2 separate regions of the Arachis hypogaea genome follow, and region 1 is linked to region 2. Evidence: chromatin contacts called from public Hi-C data. All regions are on one chromosome and are shown on one strand. Each heading gives the region's core, a stretch centred on a gene start, on an enhancer-like site or on the middle of the called end of the contact. The rest is flanking DNA. Distances are from core to core; before and after follow the strand shown. Region 1 overlaps LOC112802152 (kinesin-like protein KIN-13B). Region 2 holds the start of LOC112802150 (ATPase 11, plasma membrane-type).

Region 1 (4,942 bases), core at 1,616-4,115, 90 kb before region 2:
GGTTGATCAGATTATATCAAATACCAAAATGACAATAATATACTAATGGACTGTCATACTCCAGGGTAAAGAGCCTGTCAAAAGGGAACAACTCCAAAAGGGATCCTGTTTCTTCGTCAAATGTTAGAGACTCAACTGTATTGAATTCTGGGTCTTCAATTTTATCTCAGGATGATACCTTTGAGGATGAAGCAACCAATGTATATAATGAGAAGAACCGATTTGGTTGGTCCAAACAACTTGAAAGAGAACCTTCTCCTCCAATGATTGTGGATCGTGTTCCAAGTGGTAGGACTGGTGGAAATTTGGCACCATCTGTGTTTTCTGATTTACAAAGAGGCCAAAGAGGCAGTCAAAATGACAAAGCTGAAAATGGAATTGATTATCCAGGACCAATATATGAACAAGACAGAATAAGAAAAACTAATAAGAGGGTGGATGGCAGCCAGTTATCTAGTTTGGAGGACAAGAGGAAGATAGAATCGTGTGTTAAACATGTAAATCCGCCACAATTTGAGGCTAATCATTCTGTTCCTGATGATGATTTAAATGCCCTATTGAAGGTATGTTTATTTTATGCCATATTTTGATATAATATTTGCGACTATTGAAGTACTGAATGGTGCTTATTTTGCTTGGTGATTAGGAAGAGGAAGATCTTGTAACTGCTCATCGGAGACAAGTGGAGGAAACAATAGACATTGTTAAGGAGGTGTGTATGAATCTCTGATACCTTAGTTCAGTGAGTTGCCTAGCTTGGTTGTTTGCTTTAATGCAATTTTTATGCAGGAGATGAATTTGCTTGTTGAAGCTGACCAACCAGGAAATCATTTGGATGATTACATTACTAAATTGAATACCATTTTGTCACAAAAGGCTGCAGGAATCCTTCAATTGCAGACGCAGTTGGCTCAATTTCAGAGACGCTTAAATGAGTATAACGTTTTCATGTCTCCTGGTAACTTATAGTGTTAATGAGGTCATGCTTGGTGTGTTTGTCTTGTGGATGTGCAATACTTTTCACTTATTGTTGCTGAGATCTTCACTGCAGTGGATTGTTTCTCATGTGTTTTAGTTAAGAATGTTCACAAGATTATTGTGGTTCTGGAGTTCAGAAATGGGAATCACCCTTGTCTTTGTCTTTGTTCTTTGCCCTAAATCCTCAGACAAGCCACTACTGTGGCTTGAAATGAATTGAACGGTATGCAGATGGGCATCCACAATTTTCGCAATCCGAGGAGTGTACATTATACAGTCGAATTCCCTGTTGGGGGTTGCTAGTCTTGCAACCTTGAATAGTTGAATCTTTATTCTTAATTTATATTATTGTATTTTTTAATTTATGTACCGTCTTCCTTGATGGATTTTGACCATGGCATACTTGTCATCGTGTCTTGTTATATACTATATCACATTCAATGTATCCCCCTTATCTTTCCCTTACTTTTATGATAATATGAAACCCAGGGTCAGTTTTGTATTAAGGGAAAAGTAGAAGTACTTTTGGTTTCATTTTTTGTATTTTCTTTTTTAGAAATTTGTGAAAGAAGTGAAAATAAGATAAAATTTTATGATATTCACTTTGTTCACACAATTCTAAAAATCGAAAATATTAAGAACGAAAATAGAAACCAAAACAAACTGGTTCTGGTTGTCTAGTGATCTTGTGCTGACAAGTGAATGGCCAAATACTGGAAATAAAATATGGAAGGCCATTGGGGAGCACATCTAGATCCTTTGATCATCTTCGATTTGCCTCAGTAGATGTCAATGTGCGTATTTTTCTAAGTTGACTCATTTTAGGGATGATGACTTGAATGAGGAGTTCTAGATAACAGCTTACTTCATGCCAAAATCTAAAGTCACAATCTCTGGATTTATAATACTTCGTTGGGAGATGCAGATTGCAGATTGCAACTGTTGCATGCATCACAAAATCTTTTTCAATATTTCTATGCATACGCAAATAATATCCATTGGTTAAGGGTAGGGTCACCCTTGATCCTTGTTAACTCTGATGATGTTGCCCTAATCTAACTTGCAAAATTGTAATTGAATTCCTTCGTTGTCTCCCTTGACACCTGTCCCACAACACCCGTGCCCTGTTGCTTTCAAAATTCAAAGCACACAACTTTTGTTGTGTCACTACAGTAGTACAGGTCGTTTTGACAATGTCAAATGTGTCATAATAAGTAACACCTTGACCATGATAGCTGCACAGCCCCAAGTGGACACCTTCAGTGCCCACCAAATTACTGTCCTTTTGTTCTCAAAATCTGGTGATGTGTCATTCCTTATAAACTACTGTTATCCAAAGTAAATTATCATGTTAATCCTTGAAAGATTAATTTATTTGTCAAAATAGTTGTTATATAAAAGGTTATGTTTCATTTGGGTCTTAGGTCATTTGTCTATTTTCACACTTCAAGTTTTAGTTTACTTACAAAATTTTTACCTTGAATGAATTTGTAAGACAAACCAAATATTTACTATGAGGTATTTATTATTCTTTTAAACATTTTTTAATAAATGAATCATTTGAAAGGTAAAATAGTGTTTTTTTTGTTTTATTACATTAAGAGAGGCTCTGATCCGAAACCTCTATACTGGAAAAGGGGACAAATGTCATGTGAGTTAAAAGCTCGTTGGTTGAATCTTTTGAAAGGTAAAATAGTGATTTTATCCTTTTATTCATTGATAATTGTTAGTTATTACTTATTACCATACCAAGACAATGGAGCAGAATCACATATTGTGGTGGAGCATTGATCACAAAGTATTTTGGCACTGCCACCTGTTGTTGTGTGCAAGAGACACGGTGCTGAAAAGAAACGCTTTGATCTGGCCAATGAAATTTCGTTCTGCTCCATTTTGTTATTATGCTCGTTGTCTGTGTCACCCTTGATGATGACCTTGCTCAGGTTTAGGTGGACATCGTTTATGGGGGGCTCTTGCTAGCCGTAAATAAAGCATCTACCCTTCTTTTTCAGTTTGGCCTCAAATCCCTGTTATATGTGTACTTACACTTTGGCACTTGTCCATGAACTAAAGTCGGCTCATTATGAATCTGAAATTTTTGGCATAATTTAAGTTCGAAAATTTCATTTCACAACTATTACCATATCGTTATAACACGTATTAATATTTTCTTTAAGATTAGTTAATATTTAATTTTACTATTTTCGTCATACATTATGGGCTCATTTTCAATTCCAAATACAGCTCATTTTCGTGTAAATAATTTTCTTTTTCTTCCTCCCATCCCTCTGGCTCTTACCCTGACCCTCCCCTTATTTATTTATTTTTTTGGGGGTACAAGCATATAAGCTCCAAGAGCTCTGGGACACGGGAGCATTCACGATAGGATCAAGACAAAAGCCAGCAAAATGAAGCTAAAAACAATTGACATTACGACGAAAATCCTTGAACAACATCTCAATAATCACACATGTGGCTAGCAAGTAGGAACTTTATTTCTTGGGAGCTGAGCTACAAGGAAATATAGTTGAAGAAAATTTACATCTAAAGATGAAACATGAGATAAAACCAGCATACCATTAGGTGTAAGATGGGGAAAGGTGCCACTTTATATGGACTCTAAAGAATACTGATTAAATTTGTTTGAATAGAAGGTAAAGTAGTTCCATGACACATTTTTGTCAATGCCTAACCGGTAACCATGATATAATAGTTAACGAACCAACAGCAATTGTGATAGGAATACAGATAATGTAAAATCCAAGGATTTTTTTTTTTCTTTTGTAGGCAACATTTTTTGGATAGCTTAGCAGAACCAAATAGACTAACAATAACATGCATGTTGGTAGAATCATCAATAACTTTTTCCCGAGTCAAGACAAACTAAGTAGACAAGAACCCTTTTCTAAAGCTAAACCTTCTTATTCTCAAGTACCACACTTTTAGAATAGAGTAAATGAATTGATCTCCATCGAGTCAATAATCTTAGCAAGATTACATTGAGAAAAAAACACGATTGATATTATACTTAATACTAATTTATTAAGTTCGATCAACAAGGGAATTGTCTCTCTAGTTTATGAGAAGCTTAATACGCTCAGACAACACATGTTTGGAGCATGTGATATTCACAACTGTTTCTGGTCTATGATATATTGATATTCGCAAACATGACCACAATTATGAAAGGGGGACCTCAACTTCCTATTAAATATGCAGAAATGATGTTTGTAATTTTTTTTTTTTTACATCTCTTTTATTCAATTTTTTATGATATAAAAGGTAAATTATAAATTTAATTTTGATGCATCATTAGTATAAAATAGTAAAATAATTACATTTTACATTAATTGCATGAATGATCATTCAAAAGAATCAATATAATTGAACGATCGTATAAAATATTTTATATTGTCAACACATTAAAATATATACAAAATTGGTGCATATACCATTCTTCTTAAATATATGATCAAGCTCCCTATACTCAATCCAATATAAAATAATTTTATTTTTTTTAAAAAAATAAAACTTTGAAAAACTAAGAATTGATATTGATCGAAGTATAAAATTATATAAGTAGAGTAGGAAATACTCGATGTATCACATATTCCAAATACTATGCGCTATGAGTATAAATGTCTCCAATAACAAAACAAGCATAATTTCTTAGTGGTTGTAATAATGTTTAGCTCTACTAGATTGTGTCGCGAACCAATGCCACATTGCCTCAAATGAATTTTAAATCAAGTGTTAAAAATGCACTTAGTGAGACAAAAAGCTCTACTTCAAGTTAACGGTGGTTATGGTGCCCATTCAAGTAGTTAAGTGCCATAAGCCCATAACTTAAAGCAAATTAAGTATGTGTGTGTGTGTATATAATCATATTTGACTTCTTGTATGTTGATCCATAACACAATTAATGCAGAGTCACAAAATTATTAACTTTTGTGAACGCAAGTAA
Region 2 (4,561 bases), core at 227-2,726:
GTCTTTATGAGCTACTCTATTTTAAGATACTTTATTATCTATAGTTTAGATACTTTATATCTTTTTGAGTTTACATACAGAATAGTATATCCTTAATTCATATATTGCTTATCTTATAATTTGGGATTACATGTACAATGTCACATTCACCAAAATATCATTATAGTCATTCCATATGTTATAAGTTATTAGATCATTTGAAAGAACAACTAAATTTACAACTCTAAACTCCGCTAAAGCTACAACAAAAAACAACTACAAATACCCATAATATCAAACCACTAACAAAGGCAAAAATTTCATATTCTTTAACAACATTATCATTTTTTTCCTCAAATATTAGTTCTTCCAATACCTTAACTCTCTCATCTAAACCACTATGTAAACCTGCACCATCCAAATAATTATTCAAATAAGCCAATTCATTTCGATCTGCTATGCCGTCATTCACATAACCAAAATTGTCGTCAAACCAGCGAAAAAAACACAATGTGGTTGATTTTTCAGCATATATAATAACACATCCAACAATCACCAACTAATTCTTAATATATTTCTTCGAAATTAAGATCTTCACATTAAATAAAACCTACAAATACCTTAAAGTAAGGACACCCAAAGAAAACTCTATTTGAATTCTTCACTATCTGCGACTAGGTGATTATAACATACATCTCACACTTGCACTTAAGGTGTTCTTCTTTTTTAAAATGTCTCTTACCGCCAAAAGTGGTGCTTTCAACGCTCAATCTAGCGCTGTCAAATCTCCCACCACGACACCTACTTGTTATCGACGTGCTGCCTCCCATCACCATCACCAATTAACTTCCCTCAATCTATAATGGTCTTGGTCGAATACAGAAGAGAGATCAGTTATAGATTACGTTAGGAGAGAGTTGAAAGACAAATCCTAATTTTATAAAATTTTCAGGCCAAAAATTGGGGATTAGTCTGTCCCATTCAAAATGACGTCCTTTGGAGTAGTCATAAAACGATATCGTTTTGGCCATGTGTACAGAGACTAGTGTGTTTTGGAAGCGACGTGTATCATTAAACCTGACACGTCACACTAATCACCTCCATGTAAAATAGAGAGAGTGTTCTGTAAATCGATTAAACCTGAGTTGGGAAATTATATGGCATCTATCTAATAACACTACTAGAAAACTAGTTATTACAGACGGATATTTCCGACGGATTTTATCCCACTGAAATACAGATGGAATTTCAGAGGGATTTTTTTGTCGGAAAACAAAAAAAATAGATTAGTATAAATTACAGACGGAAAAGAAAATCCGTCTATAATTCCGTCAGAAAAATTAATTTTTTTCGCAGAATGGTTACAGACAGATTTTCCATCTGTAATTAAGCTGGCAAAACGCGCATTTTATTAAATTATTACAGACGGAAAATCCGTCTGTAATTTAAAACTTTCCGCCGAAAAAAAAACTTATACCTAATCTACCCCCTGTCTCTCTCGAGCACCTTTCACAAATAACTCTAACCTAATCTACCCCCTCTCTCTCTCTCTCGACTCCATTTACAAAGCATTCCATGAAGATGAACACCGTCTTCATCGTGCCTCAGGAAGACGATTAACCTAGCTAACCCTAACCTGTCTTCATTGTGCCTCACTGTACCCTAACCGTCTCTTCATTGTGCCTCACGAAAAACCCCTAACCACCACGAAGAACGTCGCCGGTCGCCGGCGCTTGCAATGCCTCCGTCGAAGAACCCCTAACCGCGATGAAGAACCCCTAACCCTCCTTTGAGTTTCTTCGCTCTTCTCTCGCCATTCTCACCCTCAAGCTCACTGAGTCTCACCTCTCTCACGGCTGGTCTCGCCGTCGACCTCTCTCTATCTCTCCTGTATATCGCTTCTCTCGCGGGCGTTTCAGACTCAAGGTCGTCACGCTTTGTTTCCGTCGCTGCTCTATCACCGTTGCTGCTCTATCGCGCTCTGTCGCAAGCAAATCGATGGAATTCGACCCGATCCCAATCGTTCCTGCTCCAAAGAGAACCAGAGCAACTATCAGTAGCTGTTTAAATTACGCTGATTTAGGTATGCATTGTTTAAATTATGCCGATAAATCTTAGGGCTCAATTTTTCTGCGCCAGTTTTAGCTAGGTTTAGGCAATTTGTAAGATAGAATCAGTTATACACTATACACTAAAAGAGTTTTGATTTCAATGCTTAAACTACTTTAACTATAGTATGTAGATAGAATTTCTCTTCCTCTTTTGAATATTATCCGAATCTGGAAAGTGGAAGCTTGGTTCTTTTACTTGTCATAAGAAACATATCAGAGACTCAAGCTAGTTCTTTCTTTTTGCTGCTTTTCAAAGATTCTATCTCTGAATGTGCAAAGTAGGACAAGATGGAAAGTAGAAGGAGCAAAGCAATGGCTGCACAGAAAAATGGGCGTCGATCAAATCAAGAAAGGAAAATGGCTTTGATACAAGATGTATGTGATAATTTATTAGTGAAATAAATTTTCAGTACATAGAGTAAATTAATGTTTTCAAACTTGACAGGTTGATAAATTGAAGAGAAAGCTGAGACATGAAGAGAATGTGCATAGTATACTTAATACTTGCTTTCTTTCTTGTCAGGTCTAAAAAAAACAAACTCACTCTTACGAAGAAAGTATAATTAGGAATTTAGGATGGATGAATTAAGTTTTAACTAAAAAAAATAATTTTGTGCGGTTACTAGGATCAATACAGGGTGTTTATTATTATTCTATCAAATATTAAGGAACAAAGTCGAAGTGGCTGCACTAGAACAGAAAAGGCTAGGCATTGGCGATGGATCAGTTGGGATGTTCTCCTCACTTATTGTTCGCGCATGCAGGTAATTCGCTAGTCCATAGTCAATTCCATTCACTTTTCTCATTGCATCCCCTTTCCTTGTTCTCTTTGCTTTCCTTTTCCTTTCTCTTTTTTGTTCTGATTAAGCTCTGAATATCAAATTGAAACATGATACTATTTTACTTCTGTAAGAAGGATACTGTTTCTTTCTTTGATTTTAGAATTTGCTTGATTGAAAATAGAAAGATTCATGAACCTTTATACTTGTCTCTCTACTTCCTTTCTAATTCATGTAGTGCAATAACCAAATTGTGCTTTTGCTTCTACTTGTGGGAGTGATATAATATGACATTAGGCTTTATATCAAAGTCCCTAATGAAATTATCCTTGGTTTTTGATGAATCTGATGATGATATTTGTGGATCATCAACAACAAGTATCTCTTTGATTGCTTCAGGCATGCTTTGCCCTTTTATCATCTTCTTCTAATATTCTCCCACCAACTGGTACTATATATATATAGATTAATGTTACAAGTTTACTTGTTCAGGCTTTAGTGAAGTCCCTTTTGAAGTTTTAAACAATCTGATTGAATCTCCATTTTGATATGTTGATGCTATTTGACGTGATCAGGAAGGTGATGCATGGTTTCTAAATACTCCTGAACAATCATTGAGCTTCATCCTTGCAGATCAAGGTTTTGATGTATGGGTAGAAAATGTGCGTGGAACACACTGGAGCCATGGTCATAGGTCTTATTCAGTGAAGAATAAGGTGTGTGGCTCTTCTTTGACCTATAGAGATGCTGACGGCGTGTGTGATTAAACTGAAAATAATATCAGTGCATAAAGTTCAGTGCTAAATAATTATGAGTCAAAACTAAGAACCAAATGTTCATTTATTCTGAATTTGAATTGGGGGAAAACATTTGCAATTGATATGAATAAGGTCACACTTTAGTAGGTTTTATCATTCAATTATTTAATAGTAAAAGGGTTTGTGCCGAATACTATCAAGCCTTTTCTATTTACTTTGATATGTTTGAAATAAGAATTATTAAATTGTTCTCAGTGCTGAAGCTACTTATATTCAGCACCAAATTGAGTTCCACAGCACTGTTGATGATCACTGATCTTGAGAAAATATTCTAAATTGTCATGATACTTATATTTTCATTTCACTGTCATTTTCAGTGTATATTATTTTTATTGGAATTGTTAGAGCTAGAGTTTGTACAGTGCTTGTTGTAAAGTTTTCTTCTGCTGCAGCAGATTCCATTCATTCAGATGAAGATCAGGTAACATTTTTTTAAAAAAATTCAACTTGCTTTTGGTATTAATGTGCTTTCTTTGTCAGACATTACATCCCTGGTGCTTTTGTGTGTTCCATTTTCTTACATGGCACCATATGTTGCTTTCATTGGCTGCAGTTTGATGTAATTCCACCAGAAACCGGTTCCGTAAGCTCACTTGGAAAGAAGAGTATTAGAGAAGAACCATCTAAGAGAAAGAATCCTGGAGCAGTCAAAATTAGTCCTTGGACATTGGCACGATTAAATGCAGAAGAGGTTTCCAAGGCAACCTTTAGTTAATGATATTAGTTGGATAAAACTCTTTCTAGTGATACTGAATAATTTGAAACATACATTGAAAATAAAGCTTGTCAAAGTTTGTAGTTTAAGTTGGAGAGGGGGACAAATCCGTGGAGTTAGAGGCTGTTCTCAAAGAAACTGTTGATTTGGTAACATAGA

The links. A called contact is a pair of places that touch in the nucleus more often than the background predicts.
Region 1: a contact with region 2 is called in a Hi-C map of leaf, with 3 times the contacts expected there. The contact joins the enhancer-like site here to the promoter of LOC112802150 in region 2. A contact is called at or near these places in 4 of 8 Hi-C or Micro-C datasets (leaf and an unstated tissue).

Annotation. Positions count from the first base shown.
Region 1 is chr5:97,816,799-97,821,740 of arahy.Tifrunner.gnm2.J5K5, reverse strand. It overlaps LOC112802152 (kinesin-like protein KIN-13B), which reads left to right. Exons shown (of 12, transcript XM_025845245.3): 10 at 65-563; 11 at 647-712; 12 at 790-1,423. The coding sequence ends at 969. Among protein-coding and RNA genes, the nearest start is that of LOC112802152, 6.4 kb to the left of the region's middle. Within about 2 kb of position 2,865, at least 2 of the 3 cell types and tissues checked have open chromatin away from gene starts, as enhancers often do.
Region 2 is chr5:97,726,288-97,730,848 of arahy.Tifrunner.gnm2.J5K5, reverse strand. It overlaps LOC112802150 (ATPase 11, plasma membrane-type), which reads left to right and starts at 1,476. Exons shown (of 10, transcript XM_072237558.1): 1 at 1,476-2,062; 2 at 2,347-2,465; 3 at 2,759-2,854; 4 at 3,445-3,585; 5 at 4,005-4,108; 6 at 4,241-4,561.